2 separate regions of the Mus musculus genome follow, and region 2 is linked to region 1. A link is a contact called in public HiChIP or PLAC-seq data. All regions are on one chromosome and are shown on one strand. The core of a region is the stretch at or near the end of the contact, and the rest is flanking DNA. Distances in the headings are between cores, read along the strand shown. Region 1 has its middle 210 kb from the start of Gm22974. Region 2 overlaps Adgrl3 (adhesion G protein-coupled receptor L3).

Region 1 (5,195 bases), core at 1,377-3,876:
TTTTTTTGTCTAGTTCCTTTTTATTTAGCATGATATAACACTGATTGACCCCCTGACACAAGAGTAATTTCCCTTGGAAAGGAATTCTTGAGTGGATAGAAAGTTACTGTTAAATATACTTCTGGAATCACCTTGTGGATTTCTAATTTTAAAAAGCAAACACAAGTGATCCTGGCCCAAAAATAAAAATATCCAAGCCAAACTACCTTTCTATAGAGTTTATATTTAAATAATAAATATATTTACTTAGGTTTTAGTGTTTTTGTTTATTTTTTACTAATATATAGCTGATCATGTGATTATGTAATGATTGTCATATGTCTATTATATCTTCCCAGAATTAAATTAGAAATACAGCAGACTAGGAATACAGAGATAACAATATATGAAGTGAAACAGAAAATTTTTGTCACCATATCATAAAACCCATGGATATAGTAATACAAATAAAAAGAACTCTTAATGTATATCTCCTAAACAAATCTCTAGGTCTCTTCAAAACTATCAGGTAACAACTGCTAATATTTCTCACATGTCAGGATCACTATTGCAGTGCCATTTCCCAACAGCCATACTCTTATAGAAAGATAGGCATATCTGGAGTTTAGAATTATAAATACAAAATTAGTAATTAAAGGTTACTTTGATGAGAATAAAGGGAGAACATTTATTATTTTTGGAAGAAAGTCAAGAACAATATTGCCAGTAAGCGCAATGACAAAGAATGTAGCCGAATGCCCAGGAGTATATATCTTTATTTATTTATGCGTATCATAAGCCTAACCATGTGTCTCATGACTGTAAGTATAGATATTTCCTATCTCTATCTGAAAGTCAAAATATTACCAATGAGGATATTCAAGACATGTACTTATACATGCTAACATACTAAAATTTACTTAATGGAACATTAAGTTCTTAATAATAAAAAGAGCTTATGGATAGCCATGGAAAAAATAAATGTGAAGAAGAGCAGGAAAATTCAGCTTGTAAACAACATGGGGAACAAGCTGTGCTAAAGGCAGATACAAGAGTAAAGAAGATTGATTCAGAAAACGAGCCCAGTGTTTAAGAAGCATGAAATGAAAAACAATATATATTTTGCTGTTATGATGTCTTAAAGCACAATATATTTTATTTTGGTGATCCTGGCAACACATAATTTTCCTTGCAAACTTATGTCGGCATTGCTTTATACTTGCTCATGGTGCAAGCTGGAGAAGCTCAGAATTGACATCAGGAATAAACACGAATCTAACCTCTAATTTCACACTCTGAACTTCCATTTTATCAAATATAAACAATGATAAAGTGATAAAAAAGAGGATTCTATATAATAGGAGCCAGATAATTATAAAGTAAAATATAAATTTGCTTATGGGGTATGTAGTCACTGTCGCATTGTCATGTGGAAAATGTCACCAGGACATAGTGACTTCTAGAATAGCCATATATACATGAGGAGAGCCTGTCTTAAAATAACACCAACAAATGAAAAACACCAATTCATTATGAATATTTACAATAGGAAAAACTTGTAAAACTTTTGCATCCTTTGAGACATAATTTTATTTATTTGCAATTCTATGGATCTACCTGTATTGGCAAATAATTAATCAATGATAATACATGAGATTGAACTTATAAATTACCATCAAACTTCTGTCTGTCTATATGTCACAAATAAAATTAAAGTATTTTAGTCACAACATTATTCCACAGTTTCTTCTTTAATTACCAATTCTGAAAATGATTTTTGAAACATAAAAATGAAAAGGGAGTGATATCTTTTATGAGATAAATGTTCCGTTGAGCCTTTAGTGGTTTCTATATCTCCGGAAGTAATTTCAAAGACAGTAAACATAAGCTTGTGTTCTAACCTGTGTAAATGTACAAAAGTTATGTTCTAACCAGAATGGGCTTTATTTTAGTGTCTCAATTTTCTACCTATCTTTTCTTCTAGGGGGACCATATTTTGAATATGTATTTAAACATAAATATTTTAACACATACAGAAAACATTCAGTAACTTAAGGATCAATACTATAAATATAGTCCAAAGGTATATTGTGTAGCATTTTCCTGTAAGTTGAAACAACCTCTTCTGGAGGGTGGAGAGAGCACCATGAGACTTAGGAATTAAACAGGATCACAAGTTTGAGAAAGCAGAAATAACAGTGTTCAAAAGCCTCTTCCCAAGTCTACAAATCAGCAAGGAATTGCTGGAGAGAGATACGCAGACCAGCCAAGCTGTTGAAAGATAATTGTGAACCAAACCTCTGGAGCTGCCTGAAATTCCCAGCAGGAAAGCAGCTTTTATGGGATCTGAATCTTGCTGTGGTGGGCTATTTGATGATATGGCTGCCTTGGAATCCTTCTTACTCCTGTGAGTAATTTCTCATCCATGCTCTTGTAAATAACATCCGTAAACTCACTGATTCACCAAGTTGTACTTTGATAGAGTCATCAGACTGGTCTGTGAGTGGTCGCTGATCTGGGGCAAATGCACGTTTGCTAAGTCTTTTCTGGAAACACACAAGGAGTCAACAGTAGTCACAAAGCTGTGTGAATGTCAACACGGCTGAGTCAGGCTTTGACTAGAGGCAAGCTGCTGCTCACAAGTGCAAAGACTATGGGATCGGAACAGTGCCCACATAGAGTGAGATGCCTTGGGATCTGAAGAGTGCCCACATGGAGTAAGATGCCTTATTCTTCTCTTCTGCTTCCCCGTTTCTCACATATCTACCATGAACTCTCAGACTTGTGATGAATCTCTGCTTACTCATATGGCCCTGCCATGCCAAAGACATATTAGCAAGACATAACAGAACTCTTTTAATTGGACAAAGATTAAAGGACCTATAAGAATACAATGGATTATGACTAAATACCTATCAATAGTGGTCACTGTTTTGCTGACATTAACTGACTCACTGAAGCAGAAACCCACGCAGCACAGTAACTTATTGTGAGGTTCTAAGAATGTGGGAGGCCAGCTTTTTACTCAGGACCTCGTCATAGCCTTGTCTGGGCCTTGTCCTTCATGTTTCCATTCTTTCAGTGTCCTGACAACAGGTTCCACAAGTATAAAAATGACCTTCATGCTGAGAGAGAATGGGGCCATCATTTGAGACCACATGTGTTCTCTCCACATCTGTACTTCACAACATAGCCTTTTGTTTCTGCACAGAACTTGCAAAAATGTAGTTATATATTCTTGTGCTTTCTTTGTTTTTGTTTATGTTCCTTATTTTAAAACAAGAATTCAGATCAGCGACCATGTTAGTCTGGTTCGTTTGTTCCTTCCTAAGCTATTAAACACACACAAGCCACAAACACACACACGTGAACACGCCCATGCACAGGCACACACTTCAGAGTTAGATGCTCTACAACTTTTTCTTCTTCCCTCTCTTCTTCTCCATTTTAAATGTAGAAAGGTAAATTATATTTCTTCTACCCAATTTTTACCAAAATGGTGTTACATCTAACTTATGCCTAGTTTGTTTGTTTGATTTTTGAGGCAGGTTTACATGTAGCCTACATTGTCCTCAAAGTCACCATGTAGCTCCGGCTGGCCTTGAACTGCCCCTCCTGCTTCCACCTGCAAAATTCTGAGATTGCAGGAATTTAACATCACACTCAGATCACTTTTTTTTCTTTATTAGATATTTTCTTTATTTGCATTTCAATGTTATCCCCTTTCCTAGTTTTCCCTCTGAAAATCCCCTATACCCTCCCTCCTCCCCCTGCTACCCAACCCACTCATTCCTGGTCCTGGCATACCCCTATACTGGGGCATAGAGTCTTCACAAGACCAAAGGCCTCTCCTCCCATTAATGACCTACTAGGCCATCCTCTGCTACTTTTATAGATAGAGCCACAAATTCCACCATGTGTTTTCTTTGATTGGTAGTATAGTTCTAAGGAGCTCTGGGGGTACTGGTTAGTTCATATTGATGTTCTTTCTATGGGGTTTCAGTTCCCTTCATCTTCCTGGGTATTTCTCTGGCTCCTTCATTGGGGACCTTGTAATCACTTTTATTTAATATTATATTAGGTAAATAATTTCTTCAAAAATCTTTATAGAACACTCTAGTAAGAAAACATTTTTTTCCTCAGTCACATTTGCCTATAAGGGTTAATTCCTAATACAGAGGCAACAGATGACCATTGACAAATAAATAGAGTGCTGCATAAATGCTGTGTTTTATGTAGATTCAAATATAGATTATTCATTAAAGGAATGCACTATTATTACTCCATAAGAATTATAGGATTATCTTCTCTTTTGTGGATACCAGGAAAAAGTGGATAGTATTAAACCATCACAATTATAATTAGCAGTGGAACCCTAGCTTTGAAACAATTGATTGCTAAAAATTTTATTGAATTGTAGTATAAAAATGTTAGTAGTTTTCAAAACATAAACGTTCCTAGTGATTAAGAGACTAAAAAGCAAAATAAAGAATATGTCTTATGATTGTTTCTGTCATGGTAAGTTATATTTTCAAAAGTCTCAAAGTAATAATCTATAGTTTTACAGAATAAGTATGTTCTAGTTATATTATTTTTGATTTCCCCATGGGATGTGTGTTAAACATTATATATAATGACCCTGAGCACAGTAATATACTGGGGGACTTCCTAATGATTTATTGTTATTTAAAAGAAGCTTGTTTGAATTTTCTTTTCTAACTAGTTATTATTTGTAGTTCATGGGACATAGTGAATTGACCACTCCATCAGTCTCTGAGGACACAAATCTTCTTGGCTGCCATGTTAGTAAAGCAACCACCTAAATAATCTGGAGGCTCTGACAATGGAGAAGACACTGGGCTTTGGAATTTAGCCATTGCCTCATTGTGAGCTTGATCTCCTGACATTTTAATGGATTGAGGTCCTATTTCTGATGGCTCAGTTTATACATGGACATAAACTATTTTGAGCACTTCAGAGCTTAGAGCTTGGAGCTGATGTTTAGGTTTGGAGTCAAACTGTCTGTCCTCTGCAGTGAGCAGAGTAGGTAAAATAGACATCTAATGAGATTCCATTATATGTGCAGTTGCTGCACTCAATGATAGCTATGGTAAAAATATACACACAGTAGCATTAAAACAATGGTTATTCTGAAGGAGATAACATGTTTACATGCACTTCTCTCATCTCTTCAAATCAACTAACTTCTGTCTCTG
Region 2 (5,195 bases), core at 1,647-4,146, 590 kb before region 1:
AAAATTGCATAGCTAACCATAACTTATGAAGTTAAAATCTCTTAGAACTATTTCAATAAATCACTGAAATGTTCTTAATACACTAAAGAAACTTGTTATCGGCAAAATATTTAAGGTTAGAAAAATATGTTGGAGGTCTTTGCATAGTGTTGTAATTTTGTTTTGTTCATGTTTATAAAGAAAAGTCTATGGACATCATGTAAGATATTTAAAGTACAATGTGACATTAAGATTTTGAGCTGTACTCAGAGATGTCTCAGTGGATAAAGGCACTTGGCACTAAACCTGACAATTCCCAGGTCAGTCCTCAGGACACACAGTAAAAGTAGAGAACAAACTCCTCAATTTTTCCTGACTATCTTGTAGAGCCAATGCCATTACTGGTCTGATTCACAGGGTGTAGGCATTTCCTATGACTGCATACAATCATGACAATAATGGACAAAAATAACAATATTTTTAATGTACTTTAAATTAATTTTCTAAATGTAGTCTCATCAGGATTTCAATGATGAACCTCAATTAAAAAGATTCCATTATAAAGTAGAACACTTTCGAAGACCTACAAATCTTTTTATCCAGTTTGAGATAGAGAACTTATAGGCATCCCAGAACCATTGCAATAATCTGTTGACTAGCCTTTCTACATCACTGCCGAAAGCATTTACAAATTACTCATGATAAATGTAAGTGGATCTTGAGTCATGGAACGTAATGAACTGAGGAATGCACTTTATAGACTTTATTTTGAGATAGTCTCTATTTAAAATTTAAAGCAATTTAAAACTTTGTGACCAAGAATGAATATCTTCATATTAAAGTAAATGCAGTGTGCATGTGTGTGTGTTGTCATAATATCAACATCTGTATTATGCTGTATAAACAATTTAGGCAAGGCAATATTAATTATAGTTCTTTAAAAATAACCAAACTATATTTAAATGCCCTGTCTATGAGGAGATAATTAAATTTACCCTCAAATTGTGAATTAAAATAACAAAGGTGTCCAAAGAAAAGCAGTGTTTTAAAACATCATACACAAAAATCACACAAAAGGCAAAATTTAAGACATAGTATGGAAGACATGAAATACAGAAAATAAAATATCCAACTCAAATGAATGGGACTGATTTACCATGTCCCAGCTAATAACTACAAATACTTAATTTATTAGAATAAGAATTGATGAGTTTATTCAAATTTGCTCCATCTTAGTATGATAAAATATACCACCGTGTCAAGCAGTAGAATAAAACAAGTGAGTTCTGATATAACACTGATATATCCAATTCTTTTCAGTACAAGAAAATTAAAGTATGTATATATCAGTTGAAAGTATATTTACAAACTTTATTTTGCTTGCTACTTGTGAAGAGCTTCATGAAGTTCCAAATGCCTTAATGATTGATAGGTATATATGTGTAAAATTTAAAATGTATAATAATAGTTCTTTGAAAACTTATCTCTAAGCATGATGTTAATATACTACCTGTTACTTGGTATATGTAGCAGAATATCCTTATAACCAAGAGAGATGATATTACACTTAAGCTGTTTTGAGTCTGAAAGTCCCTAAGAAGGTTTCTAGCATTCATGAATGCATATAATCAACTAAATGGTAAAGAAAATAAATTATACTAATAAATTATACAGGCTAAATCTGTTAAGACTAATAATAGTATAATAAACCAGTGACTACATGGTGAAATAACACAGGTTGTAAATCAACTTCACCATAGTCATTTAACAATGTTTCAATGGCAACTACTAAAGAAAAATTAGGGAAATACTTCAAGTTGTTATTAAATAATGATGAAACTCTTAAAAAATGAAAAAATGGAAAACTGTTCCAATGTCACTTCAGCTTAAGGAAGCCTAGTTTTGAGTCTGCCTACATGACTGACATGTTATATATAGTCAAGGAACATGGAGTATCTCTGTATAAACCTACACTTGTGAGGTGGCATGTTACTATGAAGAGGCTTTGAGTGGTAAGCTGCAGTGACCACTCTTCATGAATCATCTCTTGCTTCTTTCCTGTCTAATTCTAATGAAGGTGATCTCTGTTTCCCCTCACACACTCAGCTGAGATGCCAGCCGTTCTTTCCCATACTTCCCCTTGTGGGAGGGAGTAGAACATTTGCGAGTGTGGATAGGTACCTGAAGGGGAGGGGTTCATTTATACAGCTGGGGTGAGACATTTCACTGGTACAGGTGTTTTGTGGTCACTCAGTTTCTTGAAAGTCACACCTTGCCTACACACCACGGTAATCGGATTGGTTCTTCAAGCTAGATTTGATTTGTATCATCTCTTGGATCTATTGGTGTCCTAAGGTGAACAGTCTTTTATTCATATCTCACCAGAAAAGAGCACAGGACAACAAATAATGAATTTCGCAGAAGCCATCCAAGAACTATGTTGTGTTCTTCTACCTTTCTACACACTGCTTTACCCACACACAGGAAGTCAGAAAATTAAGAGAAGGTCTGTGTGAGCCAAAATAAATCGTACCTTCCTTCCTGACAGAGAGAGAGGGAGAAGGAGAGGGACAGGGACAGGGAGAGGGAGGGGGAGGGAGGGGGAGGGGGAGAGGGAGAGGGAGAGGGAGAGGGAGAGGGAGAGGGAGAGGGAGAGGGAGAGGGAGAGGGAGAGGGAGAGGGAGAGAGGAGGCACAGAGAGAGAGAGCTGTTAATGCAGTTCCTTTTGTTAATTTTCTTAGCATCACTGCTGCTAACATCCTATTTCAACTTTGGACAACTATTCCCTCTCTAACTGGGGCATCAGCTTTTTCTAGCAGACACAATGAAATTGGAGAAAATGTGGTGATTTATGCGGTGAGCTGAGGGAAAGAGCTCTGACTATACCCAAACATGACTAATCTTTAATCACTTCAGTGCAGGGCCGTGTTATTTAACGTTGACTCTCTACCTTTTGCCAAGAATTGAGCACTGTACAGCCATTATATCTTCAGAACAATAGCTGTTTATCCTGGGTAACACTGCTAGACCTGTCCAGGCAGACTGACCCAAAACACTTGGCCAAGTTTAAAGTAGAACATTCATTGAAACTTTGAGTCTTCTTTCCTGGTCTTATTTCCTGAAATTCCAACTTCTGTAAACGAGTCTCAACAACAAAGAATTTTGTGTCAAAGGATAAAAACATCACAAACTGACCATATCCTTTGCTTATTATGTTTTAGTATACAGAACATGTTTTCCTGCTGATTCATGTGGACAGGCTCAGACGGACAAAATGTTCCAGAGGAGAAAGACATGAAGTGTCCCCTATCCTGGAGCTACCTTGTTCATATCTGATATTCTCTTATCCCTTCAAAGATGTCTTTCATATACACTCTCTCTCCTTACCGTCCATACCTGGGGAACCCTGTGTTACACTCTTCCACTAAAGTATGAAGCTGTCATTCTCTGCTGGGGCATCTGCATTATAAATAAAGCCTGCTCTAGATTTCACATATCAGCAAAGCAGAGAGATTACTGGGTCCAGGTGGTCCCTATGTCCATTTAACCATTCAGCAGAGATAATTATATTCCTAAAAGGGCAATTAAAATGAAAGGTCAAGCTTAAATTTTATAACAAGAACTTACTTAATTACCACATAAATGTTACATTTTATTATATCTCTTATACAGCCTTAATAAATTCTTAGAGAATGACTGTATTTCTGTATGTTTGATTCTTTAGTTACACCTTTATTTAACCAAGAATAGGCATCCAGCCTGGACCGATGAATAAGAAAAACAAATATATGTCACTTTTTTCAGATAAGAAGTAAAAAACTGGACATGGAATATCTATGTCACTAATTACTTAGATGTATTACATGACAGTGTTTATATGGACTCATCTATTACAGTGATGCCTAAGGTTTGTAGCACTGGCTTACAAAAAAGAAAGTAGTTTTGATTCTAATGATTTTAGCAATGCTCCTTAAAAACGTACTATCAAATGAATAGAAATGGAGTAAAAAATTTGTCATTAATTTTGTGACTTCAATGTTAAACTCTGTCTGACTTTATAAATAAATAATAAACAACAATTTATCTTCATAACCTAAAATATTCTATATCCATTCACCTTTAACATGAATTGATAAGATAAAGTAAAATTCAATGTTTGACTACACACAAAATTTGTTGATATATTGAATATATATTTTGTTATTAAACTATAAACAAAGGTGTGAGTATAACTTTGGCTATAAATTCTCATAAACTGTCAAGATTAATTCCTAACTGAGCTGATTTCTGTTTACCTCATTAGAATATACATTCACCAGGAGGGCAGAGCCGTGATTATTTTTAATGTTGTATACAAACTTATAACCAAAAATGACTAACAGAGGCCTCGAGACTTATTGATTATATAGAAGCCCTGAATTTGATTCCCAGCACCCATATGGTGACTAGCAATAGCCTATAACTCCAGTTCAGGAGGACCTCACACCCTCTCCTGCTTCTGAGGAAAAATAAACCACAAGATAAATAAATGTACTTGCACGAAAAACTCGCATACACATAAAGTAAGAAGAAATAAATTTTAAAATATTAAAAGATAAAATAACTTTGAGAAGGCACTAATTACATAAACAAATAGTAAAGACTTATATTTATACAACATAAGTACATATAAAGAATATAATATTAATATAAGGACAATATATGGAATATAAGGACAGTCTATATTGTAGACTTTACAAATGAAATATTTCTCAGGTTGATTATAAATTTTGGATACTTTAGGACTCCTTTGCCTTAGTAATTATTTAACATAAAGTGAAAAAGCAAGAAGCAGCTATTTAGATTCCCTGCTTACTATGGGAACAGAAGACTTGAGTGCGCATCATGCATTCACTGCAAAGCATCATGATAGTTGTTGCACAAATACGTTCTTGATGGTGCTTTAGCTCCATTAATTGATTTAAAGAAAGTGGGTGTGCAGGAGATGCAAAAATCAATGAAAGTGGAATTCTGAGACCCTGGGGTCCTGTGGCTCATATTTCATTTTTAAAAAATCTTACAACACATCTTTTACTCAGTGTCTATCTTTTTTTCTTTTCAGTTTCATTGTTTGGTTTTGTTTTGTTGATTTTTCACATTGTAACTTAATGACTATGTTTCTCCCTTTCCTTTTTTCTCATCGGGGTTCTGGGAACGGAGGTGGCAATGGAGAGTCT

Evidence for each region. HiChIP or PLAC-seq counts read pairs in DNA pulled down with a chosen protein or histone mark.
Region 2: a FOXA1 HiChIP or PLAC-seq map of pancreatic cancer cells shows a contact between it and region 1. The contact joins two enhancer-like sites.

Annotation. Positions count from the first base shown.
Region 1 is chr5:80,681,387-80,686,581 of GRCm38.p6, reverse strand. No RefSeq gene overlaps it. Among named protein-coding and RNA genes, the nearest start is that of Gm22974, 210 kb to the left of the region's middle. Within about 2 kb of position 2,626, at least 27 of the 459 cell types and tissues checked have an H3K27ac peak or open chromatin away from gene starts, as enhancers often do. A contact at or near this core is called in pancreatic cancer cells, where this site is marked.
Region 2 is chr5:81,273,557-81,278,751 of GRCm38.p6, reverse strand. All of the region lies in intron 3 of Adgrl3 (adhesion G protein-coupled receptor L3), which reads right to left. Among named protein-coding and RNA genes, the nearest start is that of Adgrl3, 260 kb to the right of the region's middle. Within about 2 kb of position 2,896, at least 42 of the 459 cell types and tissues checked have an H3K27ac peak or open chromatin away from gene starts, as enhancers often do. A contact at or near this core is called in pancreatic cancer cells, where this site is marked.